2 separate regions of the Mus musculus genome follow, and region 2 is linked to region 1. A link is a contact called in public HiChIP or PLAC-seq data. All regions are on one chromosome and are shown on one strand. Each heading gives the region's core, a stretch centred on a gene start, on an enhancer-like site or on the middle of the called end of the contact. The rest is flanking DNA. Distances are from core to core; before and after follow the strand shown. Region 1 has its middle 280 kb from the start of Gm23892. Region 2 holds the start of Reps1 (RalBP1 associated Eps domain containing protein).

Evidence for each region. HiChIP or PLAC-seq counts read pairs in DNA pulled down with a chosen protein or histone mark.
Region 2: an H3K27ac HiChIP or PLAC-seq map of epiblast stem cells shows a contact between it and region 1, with 8 times the contacts expected there. The contact joins the promoter of Reps1 here to the enhancer-like site in region 1. A contact is called at or near these places in 3 of 39 promoter capture datasets (the 3T3-L1 cell line, cranial neural crest and liver) and 3 of 115 datasets of contacts at active chromatin or transcription factors (embryonic stem cells, epiblast stem cells and large pre-B cells).

The regions. Positions count from the first base shown.
Region 1 is chr10:15,261,020-15,265,290 of GRCm38.p6, reverse strand. No RefSeq gene overlaps it. Among named protein-coding and RNA genes, the nearest start is that of Gm23892, 280 kb to the right of the region's middle. Within about 2 kb of position 2,155, at least 9 of the 459 cell types and tissues checked have an H3K27ac peak or open chromatin away from gene starts, as enhancers often do. A contact at or near this core is called in epiblast stem cells, where this site is marked.
Region 2 is chr10:18,053,233-18,057,824 of GRCm38.p6, reverse strand. Reps1 (RalBP1 associated Eps domain containing protein) reads right to left here and starts at 1,885. Exons shown (of 20, transcript NM_009048.2): 1 at 1,710-1,885. The coding sequence starts at 1,862.

The DNA.
Region 1 (4,271 bases), core at 906-3,405:
TAAATGTACCACATTTTCTGTATCCATTCCTCTGTAGAGAGACATCTGGGTTCTTTCCAACTTCTGGCTATTATAATTAAGGCTGCTATGAACATAGTGGAACATGTGTCCTTATTACCAGTTGGAACTTCTTCTGGGTATATGCCCAGGAGAGGTATTGCTGGCTTTTTTTAAGCAACTCTCTGATATTCAGTTTTATGGATTTGATCCTGATATGGAGAATGGACCTTTGAAACGTTATTTCACTCCGGACTTTGTAGCCCCAATTTGGGTTGGTCATTCTTTTGCACATAGTACAACTGCTATTCAACCAGAATTGTTTAGACTTGTTGCTGCTGCTAACGTGATCTTTTTAAAGAAACCCAAAGCTCCGGTCAACTCCCCTATAGCTGTGAAAACTTGTGTACCTTACCCATATGCTATATTATTGGAAAGTTTTGATAGAGTTAAGATCACCAATCTTGGCTAGTCTTTTCATATTCATAGTAATTCTTGTCAACTAACTAATTGTGTAGATCCTAATTTAGATAAGGAATCTGCTGTTATGATTTTGTTAAGGAGACCTGCTTATGTTTTGCTGCTTGCAGAGTTAGGAAATGATCCTTGTTTTGTAAATTCAGGAATGCAAACTTTGAAAAGAGTAAATGAACTTATTAGACCAAGGAGATTTGTTGCAATTCTGATTTTAGAAATTACTGCTTTAATTGCAATTTTAACTTCTTTTGTAGTAGCATTATCTACCACAGTCTTAGTTCAGCAACTGCATACCGCTCATTTTTTAATGATATGCATTAGAATATTTCCATAGCTTTGTCAGAGCTGCATAGTGTAGATAAACAATTGGAAGCAAAGGTTAACGCCCTCTAAGAAGCAGTGCTGGCAATAGGGCAAGATATTGCAAATATTAAGGTTAGGTTAGCTATTAAATGTCATGCTTCATTCCAATATATTTGTGTCACATCATTACCTTATAATGCAACCATAGATTGGGAAAAGACTAAAGCTCATTTGCAGGGAGTATGGAGAGATGCTGATATTTCTCATGACTTGGAACACTTAAAGAAATTTTAGATATTAGCAAAAGTCACTTGGACACTTGGAACACTGATGAATTGGCCAGAGATTTAAAAAATAACCTAAGTGCATTAAATGCCCTGGATTGGGTTCAATATATAATCCTACTTGCTATTATTATTGGCATTATTTTATTAGTAATCGTTGTGTTTCCACTCATCTTTAGAGTACATCTGAGATCTGTAGCTATGACGAAACGAGACATTCTGGAACTTTGACTGAAAAATTAAAAAAATGAAAGGAGGAGAATGCTTTGCCCACTCCAGTGACGTCTGCCTGTCGAGGTCAAAATGCCTGAAGGCAGTCAGGAGGCAAAGAGTTTCAAGGAAACTCAGCCTCCTTGGAACCTTGGCATTCTCATAACCTGTATACTCATATCCTATCCCTGCATTAGTATGGTGTATGCTCTCTTTCAGTATTGTTTTATAAGTGCCTTTAAAGATTGAATTTTAACATTAGGTGAGCCTCCACCAGTGTTCCAATGTCCTAGAAAATCCTTGAAGCTGATGAGCTTGGAATTCAGTAGGAATTCAGTGAAAAGGTAACATTCAAATTTACTTCTAGCAGACAGTGAAACTAATTAGGCATTACAAAGAATGGAACTAGAATAGCTCAGGGCTAGTCAGAGTGATTACTTAGGACTCAGGACAGTAGGGGAGTCTCAGAGTCTCACCTAAACAAGGAAATACACAATAGCCTAGTGAATAGATGAGTTTACCATGAAAGAGTTAGGGAATCCCCCTGAGACAGGTTTCTTCACTAGGCCCAAGGGAACGGCATAATCAGGCATTTACTAAGAACCCCTGGTGGTGGGCTTAACAATAGACTAGCATTACACCTGGCTCCCTTCTTAGTTGTAAACAGTGGCCTGGTCCCCACCATCTTTTGTTGTATACATTCCTTTTGTTTTGCGTCACTGTAACTCACCTGGTTTCTTGTTATTCTTCTGTATAAAAAGTTTTATGCTCAATTTGACAAATTACACTCAGATTCAACATGCTTTCTCGTGTCATCTCTGTTTGTCACCTACTTTCGCTGACTCCTTCGCCCACCTGCAACCAGAGACCCGTTCCATGCAGATAGAAGACCCACAAAAGAGGATAGTCTGCGGCAATTGGTGCCTGAATAGGGACACCAGGGCAGGTTAGTCTTTATTTCTTTTTCCTTCTTTTTTCTTTTTCTTCTTTTTTTCCTCAGGCAAGGATAGGATCTCGTTACTGCAGATGGGCTGATAAGATAGATCAGTTAAGGTTGAGTACGTTTTATCATGGGGCAATCAGAATCAAAAGGGAAGATTGTTTCTGTCAGTCTTTAAGCACATGTTGTCTGGCAGAGGCCTAAAGGTCTCGGATAAATCCTTACAAGAATGTTATGATTTTGTGCAAAAAATCAGTCCCTGGTTTCCAGAGGAGGGAAGGTTGACATTGGAGGATTGGAAGCAAGTAGGTAAAGATATGAGGAAGTTCCATGAGGAAAATTCATCTAGGGAAATCCCCAATAATGCCCTTATTCTGTGGCAACAAATGAGGGGTTTATTGACTGAGAAAACAGACTTAGAATTTCTTGCAGAGGAAGCTCCTTCAGAGCCCTCTGATGATCAGAAAGTGAAACTGTCTGCTTCTAAAAAGAAATCGTGCTATACAGGCAAAAAAGAGAAAAGGCTAGAAAAATGTGAATCAGAGACAACTGATGATGAATGGGTTTTTTCTGAGGAAACGGGGAAGTGTGAACTAAAGGGAAGAAGAGATCGTTTTCATAGCCGCGGAGAGAGCAGTGGGGAGGAGTCATTTATAGCAGCACCAGTCACTCATAAACCTGTACCAAAACCGCATAGGTTTCTGTCGCCTGTGTTTTGTTTTTTGTTTTTTGTTTTTTGTTTTTTGTTTTTTGTTTTTTGTTTTTTGTTTTTTGTTTTTTGTTTTTGTTTTGTTTTGGTTTTTTTTGATGCTGCTGTGGCAGAGGCTAAAAGAAAAGATTTTACTCTCACTTGCCCAGTAATTTGTGTAGAAGGTAGTGAGCCACGATGGGAACCTTTGCCATTAAAAACTCTTAAGGAATTACAGTCATCAGGAAAGACACTGGGCCCCACTGCACCTTATACATTACAGGTTTTGGATGTAGTAGCAAGCCAGTGGCTTACTCCTTACGATTGGCATCAAATGGCAAAGGCGACACTGGCTCCCAGAGATTTTATTCTCTGGAGAACAGAGTATGAAGAGAAGGCCAGGAAGTTAGTACAGGAAAGATTCTCATCAAAACATGGAACTAAGCCCACGAAGTCCATGCTTCTTGGGCAAAAGGACTATGCTAAACCAGCAGCGCAACTAAAAATTTCAAATGCAGTGTTGAAAAAAAAATTAATCAGATAGCCGTATCCAGCTGGCAGAGTTTACCCCCACCTGGGGCTAAGTCCACAGTCCTTTCAGGAATTAGGCAAAAGCTCAACGAGTCTTATGAGAATTTTGTGGCTAGATTAGAAGAGGCAGTTTCTAGAGTGCTTCCTCCCTCAGAAGGGACTAATATATTAATAAAACAGTTGGCTTGGGAAAACTCGAATACCTTGTGCCAAGACCTGATCAGACCAATCCGTAAGACAAGTTCCCTACAAGATTAAATTAAAGCACGTGTAGATGTCTCACTGGCTGTAATTCAGGGGATAGCTTACGTGGCAGCAATGAAAGGAGAAAAATTCAGCGCCTATGTCAGAAATACTTAAGGGAACGAAAAGAATTCCCAAGGGAATGAAATTACACGTTTCCAGTGTAAAAGGCCAGGGTACCTGAGAAAAGATTGTATAAATTCCTTGGGAAACAAGAAGAGCGTTCCTCATGGTCCCTGTCAGCATTGTGGCAAAAGAAAGCACTGGGGAAGTGAATGTAAATCAAAGTTCCATAAGGATGGGACTCTGCTCACTAAAGAAGCGGGAAAGATTAGAAAGTCTAAAAGCTAGAAAGGGGGCTGCCTCTTAGCGGGAAAAGAGAGGCACAGTCAAGTGGGTGGTAAAGAACCCACTCCTCTGAATCCGGAAGCTCTGGAATTTACCATTTACCTAGAGCTACCGCAGGGAGTGCAGGGTTAGATCTGGCAGCTTTAACAGATGTTTCTAGTTGGGATGGTGTGCATCTCATCTCCACTTCAGTATGGGGTACCTTGCCTCCAGGGACTGTAGGTCTTATCATAGGAAGTAGCTCGAATTA
Region 2 (4,592 bases), core at 636-3,135, 2.8 Mb before region 1:
TTCAATTGAACATATCTCAGCTGGAGGTTAATGGACACTAATTTCTATGCCCTAAACATGTAAACACCCTAAAAAAGTCTTGTGTACCATTAGAATGACAAAGTCATTTCCAGTTAACTCTGAACCCCAAAGACATGAGCTAAAATAGAATATGGGGGGCTTCTTGTCCAGAACCTGTAAGTTTTGTACCAAATCCATTAGACACTAGCCCCATATCATTTAACCCATCAGCAAACTATGGGATGTTTTGTGTGAACCCAAGCTAAACCTGGTTTCCTCATCGTAAGAGGGCCATAAAAACAAAAACAGTGAATCCACACAGAATCTGAATTGTTGGGAAAGCCTAAAATTGTCACTATGTTGTCCTCTTCAGCAGCACAGATCTGAGACTTTCTTATCCTTCCCTGGTACCTAAAACACTCACCTTTCCCCACCACACCCCAGGGTTAAGAAAAAATGACAAAATGAAACAAAAGCAAAGTGAGAAAGAATTCACTCCCTAAACCACAGTAGGCACTCGGGTATTGTCTATATTCGAGGTGTGTGTAGAAATTTTTATATCACAAGGGTTTCTGTTAGAAGAAAACTGACTTTCACTCTAAGATGGGCCTCAGAGAACTGGAGGCTGAGGAGGCAGAGTGATGAGATTTCTAAAAGCCTGGAGACTCCTGGCCCAGCCCACACCCACGTCCCAGCACCTGAGCAGTTGAGGGGGCAACAGGACCCTGAGTTCAGGGCTAGTCTGGGATATAAAGCAATAAGCTGTCTCAAAACAAAGTAAAATCAAACCTCTGGCCCAATATTCTGCTTCCACTGCATTATATCCACTTCCATCTCCATGTGTTTGGAGATTTGGATAACTGGCTTGGGATCAATATGAGGATGAAAACTTAAGACGGTTCCTTCCTCCCATACAGTTTAAACAGGCTCTTACTATAGCAGCTATGAATCATTAAGCAGTAGCATTAATGCTCATCACAAATATTAGCACTTCTAAAACAGGCGACAAAGAAGGTTTACCCTTGCTGCTACAGAGTTACGAGTGGCAGAGTTACAGACTGAGGAGACTATCCGCTGTCTGATTCCAGCTGTTCAATAAATCCCAAACCAAACCCACAAGCTCCACTGACTATTCCCGGGAAGGGCACTAGAAGATACTGTCCACCGGCCACCCATTCTACGACCAAGTTCTTTTCACATCTATCTACATGCCAAGTATCAGCCAGAAGTTCAAATTTCTTAGTCTCCCCTAAGAACACAGCTTCCTTAAATTTAAAACAAAACAAAACAACCCCCCCCCTAAAAAAAAAACCCAAACCACCTGCTTCTTGGATACCTTAAGCGTAACAAATCTCACTTCATCGAGTCTGCTCGGCTCGCTCAAAAATCCATATGGCATTTTGCCTGCCTATAGTCGTAACTTTCCTATTGTGCGGGAGTCGAAGAGCTATGTGACTATAGTAGGCATATCCAGCAGACGCTAGGATGCACACACAACCCGAGAGACCCGGGACCTTGCTCTTCCAGTGCACAGGCTGCCGGAGGGATGCAGGCTCCGCAGACCCCCGCCCCCACCCGGACGGCGAGCCCTCCCCCTCCAGGGGTCCCCGCGCACCCCGCTCCCGCACCTGCGGCCTCTGCCCGTCCCCGGGGGAGCCCACTCCCGCTGCCGCTGCCCGGGGCCCGCGCGGCCGGGGACGCGGCGGTACCTGGAGGACCACGTCGTTGGGCAGCTGCGCGGCCCGGAACAGCTCGAGCACTCGCCCGTTGACCACCACCTTCTTGGTGCTCTCGATGTCGCAGTAGGAGAAGAGATCCGAGTAGTATTTCTGCTCGGCGTCGCTCAGCGTCAAGCCTTCCATCTTCGCCTCGGCCCGGCGGCCGCCCCGCCCCGCATGCACCACCCGGGCGCCGGCCCCGCGACCCGGGGCGGCCGGCGGGGTACTGCGCACGGCACGGCCTCCCCGCGGGGCCGCGAGCTCGTGTGGCCCGGGGCAGCCGGCGGCGGTGGCGCGCGGCTGTGCGCGGCCGCAAGCTCGGCGTGGGGAAAAGGAGGCGGCGGCTCCGGGCTCGGCCGCGTCCCTCGGGCTTCCCGCCTCGGCTTCCCCTTCCGCCCACGCGCCCCCCTCCGAGAAGTTGTGGGGCTTCCGAAGTCTAAAGTTTCGGGGGCTCGGGGCTGCGCGTGGCCGCCGCTCCGCCTCCCTCGGCCGCCATTGACTGCGCCCCGGCCCGGCACTGACAGCGGCGGCCGCGCTCCAGACCCGGATGTGAGGCCGGGAGGAGAGAGCGCGAGAGGGAGAGGGAGAGGGAGAGAGAGAGAGAGAAACACCCACCGGGCTGGCTCGGCCGCTCCCGGGAGAGCGGGCCGCAGCGCCCCCTGCTGGCCGGAGCCCCGCGGCACGGCGGGGCGCGGCGAGTGGCCCTGGGCGCCCTCCGCGAGGACCCCAGGCTGGGGGCACTTGGGGACCGACCGGCGTCCCAGCGACGCGGAGGGTTCAGGTCGCACTGCGGGCTGGGGTGCGGCAGCTTCTGGCGTGCAGCATTTCCTAACGGTTTGCACTTAACGAGGATAAGTGCATCGCTTTGCGCCGTCCACTGAAGCAGGGAAGCTTGCTCAGGTGTGGACGCTTAAACCAAGGCTGAACTCGATCTGGTCCCAAGCCGGGTCTTCTGTAAAACCAAGTTTGAAAAAATAGAAATAAAGAAAAAAAAAGTCACCTTTTTTTTTTTTTTTTTTCACCGAGAACCAAATACTGTCGGTTTATGCCATCCACTCGGGAAACCTGTGTAGGCCTTCAGCCAACTCCAGGCCCTCTTGTTGCTCACCATCCCTTCCTTCCTCTGGGGGGTGGGGGGGGGGGAGTCTTAATCTGCATCTGTCTCTGGAGTTCATAGACCCTTAACGAGCCTTTAATCTTTTAAAAGTATTTCTTTCCTGAAACTCTATGAAGTCAGGCTGGACTTGAACTCTTGATCCCCTGCCTTTTCTTTCCTAGTGAAGGGATACCATCACCAGTCAGCCCGCGACCTTGTCAGCATTAAATATGAAGTATTTCAGAAACGGGAGCCAAGGAAGATTACACAGAGGGCTTTTCAAGTTTGGTTTTTATTCTCTGTTACATAGAGCCCATTAAGGGGACATCATTATAAGAATGAGCAGACATAGAGGGCTGGGGATATAGCTCATTTGTTAGAGCACTGTGTGCACAACGCCCTGGGTTCTATTCCCAGCACTGCATAGATCAAGTGTGGTGGTGCTTACCTGTAATCCCAGCCATTTGGGAGGTAGAGGACAGGAGGATCAGAAGTTCAAGGTCATGTTCAGCCTCACAGAACACAGAAGGCCAACCTAGACCCTATCTCAAACAGCCCAGAAAACAGAAAGAAGAACTCTGGCACCAAATGCCTCCTTTGGAGGCTAAATCTAAATGAACGTCTGTGAAGCTCTTTATGTAAGTCTTTATAGATGCCACTTTGTGGCGATATTTTCATGTTACTCTACTTCATATAGTGCTTAGTACGTCTTACAATTCATACTCACAATTGCAGTTTGGGTATGTGTGTGTGTGTGTGTGTGTGTGTGTGTGTGCATTTTTAAAAGATAGGTTCAATGAGGTAGGGACTGATTCCTGCTGTCACTGGTCTCTTTTCCCCTGCCACCTCCCCATGGCCTAGCAGCTCTATCCTGCCCTAAGCCTTTGTTCCTTCTGAAACCTCACACAGACATTTGCACGTTCCTTCTCCTGTTCCGAGGGCTCCGTCTTGGAGAACAGTCCCGCTAACACCTGATCTCCAGCTGTTGTGCTGTGTTTGCTCTTCTTAACCTGAATTCTTTTTCCTTATTGCATGTCTAGCTGATATCCAAATATGAATTTCTGTACATATTCATTTTTCTAAAATTTTATGCTGATTACACCATTGATGACAACAGCCCCGTGAAACGAGCTTGACAAGGGTTTCCTTTTTTGAAAACTTGGGATACTGAGACAAAAATGGTGTTAGCAACTTGTAAGTTTCATGACACTAAATATCTAGATGCAGGGTTCTAAACCTACTCAACTCTAAAACCAGTACCCTTTCTTAAGTCTCCTGAGCCACTAGCTCTCTATTCAGTAGAAGTGTTTCATTTCTTCGTCACCACCCTTCCAAGGCCTGTCACATACAGGTGTACCTCAATCACAAGTGATCAAATGAAGTTTAGTATTGATGGGCTAAGAAAGCATCCCGGGCTCTAACTTCCTAGCTTCAGTAAACTACAGCTCTGTGCCTCTCTTAAAATCTGAAGTCATTGCAAGATCGCATCATGTACAAGCGTTAAGCTCTGAAATGTCCCTCTCAGTTCATAATCTGTCCTTTCCCCCTCCCCTGCCGTTCCATAAATAAACCTGTCCCTTACAGTCCTGAGAGTCTGAAGTTCCAGCACAGTGAGTGGGTTCACAGTTATACTGTGAAGGGCTGGAGAGATGGCTCAGAAGTGAGGAGCATTTGCTGCCCTTGCAGAGGACCCAAACTCCCTTCCCAGCACATATACAGCCTCGCACGGGATCCTTAAAGCCAGCTCCTGGGATCGGATGCTCCCTTCTGGTTTCAGT